2 separate regions of the Zea mays genome follow, and region 2 is linked to region 1. The links are chromatin contacts, called in public Hi-C maps. All regions are on one chromosome and are shown on one strand. The core of a region is the stretch at or near the end of the contact, and the rest is flanking DNA. Distances in the headings are between cores, read along the strand shown. Region 1 holds the start of LOC100272522. Region 2 holds the start of LOC100384159 (Coatomer subunit beta-1).

Evidence for each region. Hi-C and Micro-C count contacts between places; a contact is called where the count stands out from the background.
Region 2: a Hi-C map of leaf shows a contact between it and region 1, with 2.9 times the contacts expected there. The contact joins the promoter of LOC100384159 here to the promoter of LOC100272522 in region 1. A contact is called at or near these places in 4 of 25 Hi-C or Micro-C datasets (bundle sheath, ear, endosperm and 1 more).

What each region holds. Positions count from the first base shown.
Region 1 is chr2:139,686,503-139,692,165 of Zm-B73-REFERENCE-NAM-5.0, forward strand. It overlaps LOC100272522, which reads left to right and starts at 3,897. Exons shown (of 5, transcript NM_001353446.1): 1 at 3,897-4,044; 2 at 4,196-4,598; 3 at 5,008-5,439. The coding sequence starts at 4,233.
Region 2 is chr2:139,934,876-139,940,487 of Zm-B73-REFERENCE-NAM-5.0, forward strand. It overlaps LOC100384159 (Coatomer subunit beta-1), which reads left to right and starts at 1,382. Exons shown (of 4, transcript NM_001348131.1): 1 at 1,382-3,509; 2 at 4,167-4,676; 3 at 5,168-5,253. The coding sequence starts at 1,455.

The DNA.
Region 1 (5,663 bases), core at 2,647-5,146:
AGCAATTACAGGGGTTAGATTATCCGTTTTCTAAGCTGGAAATTGATAGCATCATAAAACTATTACCTTCAGATAAATCCCCGGGGCCAGATGGTTTTAATACAAATTTCATCAAGAAGTGCTGGCATGTCATTGCCCCCGATTTCTATGATCTGTGTGATAAATTCTTCCATGAGCAGGTTTGCCTCAGAAGTATTAACGGGTCATTCATTGTTTTGATTCCAAAGATAGAGAGTCCTATGAAGGTGGGGGATTACAGGCCAATTTCTCTTCTAAACAATAGTATGAAAATCTTAACGAAGCTGTTGGCAAACCGTCTGCAACCGTTCATGCCCCGGTTAATTCACAAGAATCAGTATGGTTTCATCAAGGGGAGGTCCATTCAAGACTGCTTGGCCTGGGTCTTGGAATATATTCACCTTTGTCACTCCTCAAAAAAAGAGATCATTGTGCTCAAGCTAGATTTCGAGAAAGCCTTTGACATGATTGAGCATGAGTTGATTATCCAGGTCCTGATCCACAAAGGTTTCAGCCCTAAGTGGATCAACTGGATTCGGAGCATCCTTCACTCTGGCACTTCCTCGGTGTTACTTAATGGAGTTCCTGGTAAGCCTTTTCATTGCAGGAGAGGGGTTAGGCAGGGCGACCCTCTTTCACCCCTATTGTTTGTCCTGGCAGCTGACCTTCTTCAGAGCATCATCAATAAAGCCAGGATGCGGAATCTTCTCAAGCTACCTTTGCCGGATATTGGTGAACAGGATTTCCCGATTATTCAATATGCAGACGACACTCTTTTGATTTTGGAAGCATGCCCTAAGCAACTTTTTTTCCTCAAGGCAATCCTCAACTCTTTTGCCTCTTCTACTGGCCTGAAGGTTAACTACAACAAGTCAAATATGTTCCCTATTAACGTGTCTCCGGATAAAATGGTGATCCTGTCCCGAACCTTCAATTGTCAGATTGGCGAGATGCCATTCACCTATCTTGGCTTGCCTTTGGGCCTGGTGAGACCTAGAAAGGAACACTGTCTACCTCTTATTCAAAGGATTCAGAGGAGGCTGTCTTGTTCTTCAAACTTTTTGTCACAGGCTGGGCGCTTGGAATTGGTAAATTCAGTCTTCTCAGCCCTACCAATGTTCTTCATGTGCACGCTCAAGATTCCTAAAACCATCATTAAGGAAATTGATATTTTCAGAAAGCACTGTCTGTGGAGAGGAAATGACATCAACTCCAAGAAGCCACCTTTGATTGCTTGGAATTCGGTCACTCAGAGGAAAGTGAATGGTGGGCTGGGAGTCCTTCGCTTAGAATCACAGAACGAGGCTCTTCTAATTAAATTCTTGCATAAATTTTTCAACCACAGCGACTTACCTTGGGTGCATCTGATCTGGAACAATTACTATCTTTCTCGAGGTCTCCCCGGCAATAGAAGCGTTGGATCTTTCTGGTGGAAGAGCATTGTAAAGCTCCTGCCAAACTTCAAAGGTCTGGCTATCCCAGTTATTGGCAATGGCAGATCAATTTCGTTCTGGGATGATCAGTGGAGTCAGGGCATCCCGAGGCATATTTTTCCAGAGCTTTTTTCCTTTGCCAAAAACTCAAAAATGACTATCAAAGAGGCCAAGGATCAAGAGCAGTTTCATGGTCTTTTTCATTTACCTGTCTCTGATCAAGCGTTTGATCAATTTCTGGTGCTCAAGGGGTCCTGGGAACAAATCGTTCTTAATGATGCTCACGACCGATGGAAGTACATTTGGGGGTCGGACAAATTCTCGTCCCAAAAAGCTTACAGATCTTCCATGGGCCAGATGCAGATTCATCCTATCTACAAACTAGTTTGGAAAAGTAAATGTCAGCCTAAGCATAGAGTCTTCTACTAGCTGTGGCTCAAAAACAGGCTAAACACCAGAAATATGTTGAGAAGGAGAAACATGGAGCTAGATTCCTACTCCTGCGAAAACTGCCTTTGGCAAAGAGAGGAGACCCTTTACCATCTTTTCCTCAGATGCAACTTCGCGAAAGCCTGCTGGAACTCAATTGGCATTACCCCGCCCAGAATTTCTAATCCTGAAGAGGCATCAGTGAACCTCAAGCACCAGCTCAACGTTCCCTTCTCTATGGAGATCATTATCCTTATGACTTGGAGCATCTGGAAAAGTCGAAACGAGTGGCTATTCTCAAACAAGGATCCCTCGGTGCTCCGCTGCACTCAGGAATTTAGTAGAGAATTGCGACTGATCATTCACAGAGCACGGGGGGAATTTGACACCTCAATCCCGAATTGGCTAAGTTTGTGGCAAACATAGGAATAGTTCTTTCTTTTCCTTTTTCTCTTCTTTTTATTGATTGTAAAAGTACCAGGTTCTAACCTTTACTTTTCGCTTTCTAATAAAATGCGCAGTAGGGGTTCCCCCCTCCTGATCCTTCAAAAAAAAAACAATTGCAGTAGGTTAAATTCTGGAAATAGCTTAACAATTCCATCCCGTGCGTCGAAAAAGCTGGTGCTCTTTTGATTGTAGGAAACCAGATATTTCACAAGGCTAAAATTTGTTAGTTGTGTGTGAATATTACCCATGGGTAATCGGATTCAGGTTTCTGCCCGTACCCATACTCACATACCCAACGGAGAAGGAATTTCTCTCAAATCCAAACCCATGGGGATCAAAATCATTCCATAACCTAACCCTAAGGGCTAGTTTAGGAACTCTATTTTCCCACGTTATTTTTATTTTTCCCAAGTAAATTTAGTTCATTTTCTCTTAGGATAAATAGAAATCTATTGGAAAAATAGAATTGTCAAACTAGCTTTAATAGAGTAATTCCCTATAAGTTATTGGGTATCAGATCTCTATTTACACCTCTAGTGAGAGATAAAGTAGTTAAACTACGTAAAATTTAGATTTAAAACTTGGTTAGAACTCAGAAAGAGAAGAATTAACAAGTATCATGATATTAATTGAAGAAAGATGATTTAGGAGTGGTATATTTTTTACCCCTATTCTTAGTAATTGTATTGTTTAGATCCAGATTAAATTCTCCGTAAGTTAGTGGCAGATCTTGATTAATTAAAAGTACCATGGCTACGGTGACTCCGGATTCTAAAAATAAATATTTCACCCAGTCCTTTCGCTTTAGAGCAAAATTCATGGATAGCGTAATCAAACCAGTTGTCCTCTCTGGACGAAGAAAACATGTTAAAGTATTGGCCAAATTGATAGCAGACAGCAGGCCCAGCACCCACCGACTCCCTGAATGAGCGAGGACGCCTCGTAGCTGCCAATGGCCTTTACGTGCCACGTCGGATCCTGGTCAGACTCGTCGGCCGGAGCAGCCACACCCTGCGCGTGCCACCTACTCCCCCTCCTCCCGAAGCAGTGGCCGGCGACTCGGATTCAGATTTTGACCCAGGAAATTTCCTCCCAAAAAGGATTCCAAAAACTAAAATTGATGCTGTAGTACTACTACCTACCACTCTCCTTTTGGTTGTCAATGAATTTGCAGTTGTATTTTAGGAAACTACAAAATATATGAAGGACTTTCAGATCGCATCTTTAATTTTAAAGCAGATTCGATAATATCCACTCGATCAACAACAGCACATGCATTGACTGGAGTACTCTGCTGCATATCTGTTAGTCCGATCTGTGAATGTTCCTGCCGGTGAAGAAACATGCTCTGTGAATGTTCTCGCTCATGGAAAGAGAGATTTTCCGTCAGTCAAATTTGTTAACCTTTAGAATTATGAATGAGATAGATGAAAAAAAAGATTAACGCATCTTATTTTAAGCAAGAGGTATTGCTTCATCGTTCCGTAGTTTCGGATGGGTCTTTTTAAGGCCCTGGCCCGAAGGTCACAATTTCTTGCCCAAAATTTTCGTAGGCTGTCCACCGCACCACCACCCTGCGCGCCGAGCGCACCCCGATCCAGATCCACCCATCCTCCCTCCGGTCTCCGGCGGGCGCCCTCCTCCACGTCCTCACGCGCCTCCGGACGCCAGTGCGCGCGCAGTGAGCATCAACATCAACCCGCCTCTTCTCTCGTCGGTAAGGACGACGGACGGACAGACGGACAGACCTGCTGCTCTTCATTTTCATTCTATTTCGGTTTCGGAGGCGGAACGGCATGAATCTGCTGTATTGTTCGTTGGCCACTACCACGAACCGTCCCTGAACTCCAGAAATCCCTCCTCCGTAGGACCGGCGCGCGCCAGGTGGCGGCGGAGGCGGCAGGCATGAAGCGGGTGTCGTCGCACGTCTCGCTCGCCTCCGAGGCGGAGATCAACCTCGACCTGTCGCGCCTCGTCATCGACAAGCCCAGGTTCACGCTGGAGCGGAAGCGCTCCTTCGACGAGCAGTCGTGGAGCGAGCTCTCCCACCGCCAGAACGACGGCTTCGACAGCGTGCTTCAGTCGCCGGCATTCCCGTCCGGCGGCTTCGACTCGCCCTTCTCCGTCGGCACGCACTTCGGCGGCCCGCACCCGCTCGTCAACGAGGCCTGGGAGGCGCTCAGGAAATCGGTCGTCTACTTCCGGGAACAGCCCGTCGGCACCATTGCTGCCGTCGATCATGCGTCGGAGGAAGTGCTCAACTATGATCAGGTAAATTATTGAATGCGAATCGGGCTTCACTGAACATCAAATTTGTGGAAACAGAGGAACCTTTTTGTTTGTTCTGTTTATGAACGCTGGAATATTAGTGCTTACCTAGTTATTTCCATTGCTCAGTGTATATACTCGTTTCAGGCTATAATTTGATACATGTATCATAATCAATGAATACTATACTTCCATTGTTTTTACTAGCACTTGCAACAAGATTTCAATTTCTGTTCTGTATTTTCTAAGATTACGTGATAAAAAATGTGTTCCGGTAATATGTAACCGTGGAACATTAGCAGTATGGTCTGTAACTGGATTTTTCCTGTTTTTCTATTTCTGGTTACTTCTTAAAGAATTAAGTCTGATGGCGTGCTAAGATTGATTGCTCCCTTATTATTAATTATTTCAGGTTTTTGTGAGGGATTTCGTTCCGAGCGCATTGGCTTTTCTAATGAACAATGAGACTGACATAGTGAAGAATTTTCTCTTGAAAACTCTTCACCTTCAGAGCTCTGAGAAAATGGTAGACCGATTCAAGCTTGGAGCAGGAGCGATGCCAGCAAGTTTCAAGGTGGACCGTAATAAAAACAGAAACACTGAAACCTTAGTCGCTGATTTTGGTGAGAGTGCAATCGGTAGGGTGGCACCGGTTGACTCTGGATTTTGGTGGATCATTCTCCTTCGGGCATATACAAAGTACACCGGAGATGTTAGTTTGTCAGAATCACCTGAATGCCAGAAGTGCATGAGGTTGATACTGAATCTCTGCTTATCTGAAGGATTTGATACTTTTCCAACTCTGCTCTGCACAGATGGCTGCTCAATGATTGATCGTCGAATGGTAGCATCACTTCACCTTTGATCTAATTCATATTTAGATGCATATCTGTAGAAGTAGTACATATCAGCTGAGGTGGCAATAGGATTGGCAGGTTCTGCATGTTCTTCCATAATGAAGGAGCATCCCTGTCTCCTAATTTTCTACTCTACTTTTTAAGTTTTTATGGTAGTCTTACAGCTGCACAAATTCTCATACTACTTGCAACCAAATTTTAATGGCAATCT
Region 2 (5,612 bases), core at 132-2,631, 250 kb after region 1:
GGTTCTTGTCGTGTTGATTGGAAGCCGGATCGTCTGTGTGACATCTCCACCAAATCGATAGTTATCTTCACCTGACGGAAGATCGGGCACCCCCGTTCCTATCACCCCAAGCACAATTTGCACATCAGATGCCCACGTGAGGTAGTTTTGGCCATGCGGGGCCAACACCTCAAATTCACGGCTCACAATACCAGTCATCTACATGTGATAAATTTCATAATTAGATTACTTCTTGTAATCATTTCATAAAATGAAGTGAATAATTGCAAAAATAAATAAATAAATATAATAATAATAATTCAAATAAATGGTGCAATATATAGATTTAATTGCACAAGTAGATAAATTTCTGGTGTTTAACTTTATATTATTTCAGGAAAAATACAGAAAACTGGAATGTATTAGTATGCAATATTAATACAGTTCAATTATAATTTCGTGGAAAAAATACGGAAAACTGAAATGTATTAGTATGCAATATTAATACAGTTCAGTTGACTATCTACAAACGCTTGACGCGTGCGTGCAGTGTGGCAGGAGTTATATGCATAAAAAATCGAGTTAGACGCATGCTGCTGCTTAAAACAGTGGTTCCATCTTGCATGCAACCTCTTCCCCTTCTTTTTTTATAGGAGTTGGTGCTTATACAACCATGCCTTGAGTCTTGGGCCCTAACATGCATGTGGAGGCGCATGCGTTTACATTTTTTTCGTCTAATGCATTTAAAGTGGGCGGTGCACGCGTGTTAGGACTCTTCCTATACCCAACGTCTCCATGCTCCTTTATCTTTCTTTTTTTTAACTTTCTTCTTTGCGCTCGGCTGATGTCTAGTCGAAGCGACTGGCGGCTTTGCATCAGTGGCGCTGCGGTGGTACCAGGCGACTGTGCAACAACGGCGATGTGATGGCTCGTCCGTGCTCGCGTGGCCCATGCGGCGGCAGCCTGCACGCCCACGCCTGTGTGGTTGCAGCGGTGGTTGTGCTCACCTGTGTTCGCGCTTGCCGGAGCAGCGAGGTCACAGAGGATGTGTGCGTTTACGTGTGCGGCGAAGGCATCGATGCTAGTACTATTTCTGTTGCTTGTTTTTTTTCTTCTATCTGTTCTTTCATACACTAAAATAAAATATGTTTATCACACATGATTGATCGATGTGTACATCGGTGATTTTAAATCAGCAGCAATCATGTGTGCATCCCATTGGTTTCGTGCCGACGATAGAATCTGCTAGGGGATGTATTTGTTTGTGCTCGAATAGAGAATAAAAATAGAACTTCTTGAACATAATGCATAAAATATATAAGTTTAGTACCTTTATTTTTTTTACTTCCTTTTCTTGCTCTCCTTTGTAGAGCCAGGTGCTGATAACGTGTTCCGTCCCCCAGATCCGATCCCCCTCCCCTTCCCTCCCTCGAGGAGGCCAGGCCAGATCCACGGGCCTCGCAGATCTGGCGGCCATGGAGAAGGCGTGCACATTGCTAGTGTACTTCGATAAGGGCTCGCCGTCCATGGCGAACGAGATCAAGGCGGAGCTCGAGTCCGGCGACGGACCCGCCAAGGCCGACGCCATGCGCCGCGCCATCTTGCTCCTCCTCAACGGCGAGTCCCTACCGCACCTCTTCATCACCGTCGTCCGCTACGTGCAGTCCTGCGACGACCACGCTGTCCAGAAGCTGCTCCTCCTCTACCTCGAGACCGTCGACAAGCGCAACGCTGCCACGGGAAAGATCCTCCCGGAGATGATCCTCATCTGCCAAAATCTCCGCAACAACCTGCAGAGCCCTAACGAGTACATCCGCGGCGTCACGCTGCGGTTCCTCTGCCGGCTCACCGAGCCCGAGCTGCTCGAGCCGCTCGTCCCCTCCATCCTCGCCAACCTCGAGCACCGACACCACTTCGTGCGCCGCCACGCGCTCTCCGCTATCTCGGCCATCTACAGCCTCCAGCAGGGGGACCAGCTCATCCCCGACGCGCCGGAGCTCGTCGAGCGCGCGCTTGCCTCCGAACAGGACCCCGCCGCGCGCAGGAACGCGTTCCTCATGCTCTTGGCTGCTGGGCAGGACCGCGCCGTGGGCTACCTCTTCAACAACGCCGACCGCGTCGCGGAGTGGCCCGATCTGCTGCAGATGGCCGCCGTCGACCTCATCCGCAAGGTCTGCCGCTCCAAGGGCCGTGCCGACAAGGGCAGGTATATCAGGGTCATCATCTCCCTCCTCTCAGCGTCCAGCGCGGCTGTCGTGTACGAGGGCGCGGGGGCGCTCGTGTCCCTCTCCTCTGCGCCCACGGCTGTGCGGGCCGCCGCCAATACATACTGCCAGCTGCTATCCTCGCAGAGCGACAACAATGTGAAGCTCATCGTCCTGGACCGCCTGCACGAGCTATGCTCCTCTCACAGGGAGGTGATGGTGGATATGGTCATGGATGTGCTGCGCGCGCTCGCTAGCCCCAATGTGGATGTCAGGAGAAAGGTTCTGGATTTAGTCCTGGATCTACTCACCCTGAGAAATGTTGAGGAGGTGGTGCTCTACCTCAAGAAGGAGGTGGTTAAGACACAGGCTGCTGAGGTGAAGGGTGATGAATACCGCCAGATGCTAGTGCAGGCCATCCATAACTGTGCCAAGAAGTACCCAGAGGTGGCTGCATTGGTTGTACACCTTCTCATGGACTTCCTTGGGGATCCTAATGTTGCTGCAGCACTCGATGTTGTTCTATTTGTGCGCGAGATTATAGAGACTAATCCCAAGCTTCGTGTGTCCATGATCCAGAGGCTGATCGACATATTCTATCAGATCCGGGCATCTCATGTCTGCTCTTGTTCTCTCTGGATCCTTGGAGAGTATTCCCTCTCTCTGCCTGAGGTTGAGAGTGCCATTTCTACCATCAAGCAATGCCTTGGGGATCTTCCATTCTACACTGTCTCTGAGGAACGTGAGACAACTGATTCATCTAAGCCATCTCAGCCAGTGGTGAGCTCTGTCACCGTGTCTTCGAGGAGGCCTGCTGTTCTAGCAGATGGAACTTATGCCACACAGAGTGCTGCCACTGAGATTGCTGTTTCAGCTCCTGCTTCAGCTCTTGGGTCCTTGGCTTCCACCCAGAATCTCAGATCTCTCATTCTGTCTGGTGATTTCTTCTTGGCTGCTGTTGTTGCCTGTAGCCTGACCAAGCTTGTGTTAAGGCTGGAGGAGATTCAGCCAGCAAAGGTTGAAGTAAACAAGGTTAGTACTGAAGCCCTGTTGATCATGGTGTCCATCTTGCAGTTGGGACAGTCATCTTATCTCCCACACCCTATTGACAATGACTCATATGATCGGATTGTTCTCTGTGTGAGGCTTCTTTGCAATACTGGTGATGATGTTAGGAAGGTCTGGTTACAGTCTTGCCGCCAGAGCTTTGTCAACATGCTTGCTGAGAAGCAATTTAGGGAGACTGAGGAGATGAAGGCCAAGGCACAGATAACTTATGCCCAACCAGACGATCTTATTGATTTCTATCACCTAAAGAGCAGGAAGGTGAGACTGATATACTTGTCTCTTATTCTTTTTGCTCTGAAACAATATTTGTTCTCTATTGGGTACTGATTGCTAGTTCACATTTTTCTCATTCCATTAGTTCTTGAATTGACAGTCTCAATTAGTGAAGTCATGAACCCATTATTATAGAAGTATTGTGTTTGCTCTGTTTTTCTATTTCATTTGTTCTTTAGACTCTAATGTCGAAGCATATTTGTATAATGTGTATTGGGTCAAGGAATGTGCATATTTCAACAGAATTTCTGTAGAAACTGACATCAATCAACATTTTTCCTTGCAATGCTCCATAATGTTTAAGTTTTTTATTAATTCATAAACAATGGTGTCATTGTCTTCAATTTGTGGCTAATATTCATAACATATTTTCTTAATATTGAATTGTTGTTCAAAACTGCATTTTTATCATAGAAAATGAGCCTACTTGTGTTGCCATAAAGAATTGAATTTCATCAATTTTTGCTGACAGCAATTGCATAATCACCTTCTTTTTGAAGGCACGATAATATTCTGTTTTGTGTTTCTTTCATACTAGTCCCTTCCCTATATCCACCCTTGTATGGGAGCTTTCAGCACTGGGCATGCTCTTTTTCTTTGTGTTTCTTTCATACACTGCTAAATTTGGCTTTTTTGTCACAGGGAATGAGTCAGCTTGAGCTGGAAGATGCAGTTCAAGATGATTTGAAGGCTGCAACCGGCCAATTTACTAAGGATGCAGATGATACTGACAAGCTAAACCGTATTCTTCAGTTGACAGGATTCAGTGATCCTGTGTATGCCGAAGCATTTGTAACTGTTCATCATTATGATATTGTACTTGATGTTACAGTCGTAAACCGAACGAAAGAAACACTCCAAAACTTATGCTTGGAATTAGCAACAATGGGTGACCTAAAACTTGTTGACCGTCCTCAAAACTATACATTGGCTCCTGAGTCAAGCAAGCAAATTCGAGCCAATATCAAGGTCTCATCAACGGAGACTGGAGTCATATTTGGTAACATAGTTTATGAAACATCGAACGTGATGGAACGATCTGTGGTTGTCCTAAATGACATTCACATTGATATTATGGATTACATCTCACCTGCTACATGTGCTGATGTTGCATTCCGGAACATGTGGGCAGAATTTGAGTGGGAAAATAAGGTAATAGACCTCTTGTCTGATTTTTTGTTTGTTTTTCATGATGGTTTCTGTAGTTTTTGTCGCAGGCACTATCGCTTACACTTCTACCATATAGGTGTAACCTATGCTGAAATTGTGTCATATAGGTTCTAACAGAAATGAGTAAATATCCTCTATCAGAGTAGTTTTTGTTCTTTTAAAAGTTCTTGATTAATGACATGCATGGTAAAAACTTCTGGGCTTTTGGGTGAGGGAGTAAATAAAACGTTAGGACAATGAACTTTCCAATCAACGTCCCTCTTCAGACATGTCATAATGTTCAAGCTGACCAATTTCAGTGCTACCTTTACTCTGTTTAATTCTGTTATATTGGTTTGGCCCAAATATTATGGCAGGTGAATGTTTACATATGGTTGACGTCAAACAAAGCACACATGTAGTCTTGGGTTTTTATGACCCATTTTTCTTATCGATTAATTATTCTTATGACTATTGTTTTCAATGTTTATCAGGTGGCGGTGAATACTGTGATCCAGGATGAGAAGGAATTCTTGAATCATATTATTAAGTCCACAAACATGAAGTGTCTAACACCACCGTAAGTTCCAACAAATCCAGACCATATACATTTATCTGCATCTGGAATTGTGCCTGCCTTTGTATATTAATGCTAGAGATATCTGTAGTGTCATTAGTCATTCAGACACATGTAAAGTACAACCATGGAATACAGGCATAAATTTCTCTCAATAGTAGAGGTTTGAGCTGTGTGGAAATTTATGTCCTTGTTACTTTCTCTGTATTCAAAATATAAAGTAGTGTAATGTCTATTTGTTCACATGTCTGTTCCCATACAGGAGTGATCTATTTAGGTCGATATTGTTCTTACTCAGTTTCCTAGGTTCCAAGGCTAGTCAGGTTTGCTTGAGTTATATGATTACAGGAGTGATCTATTTA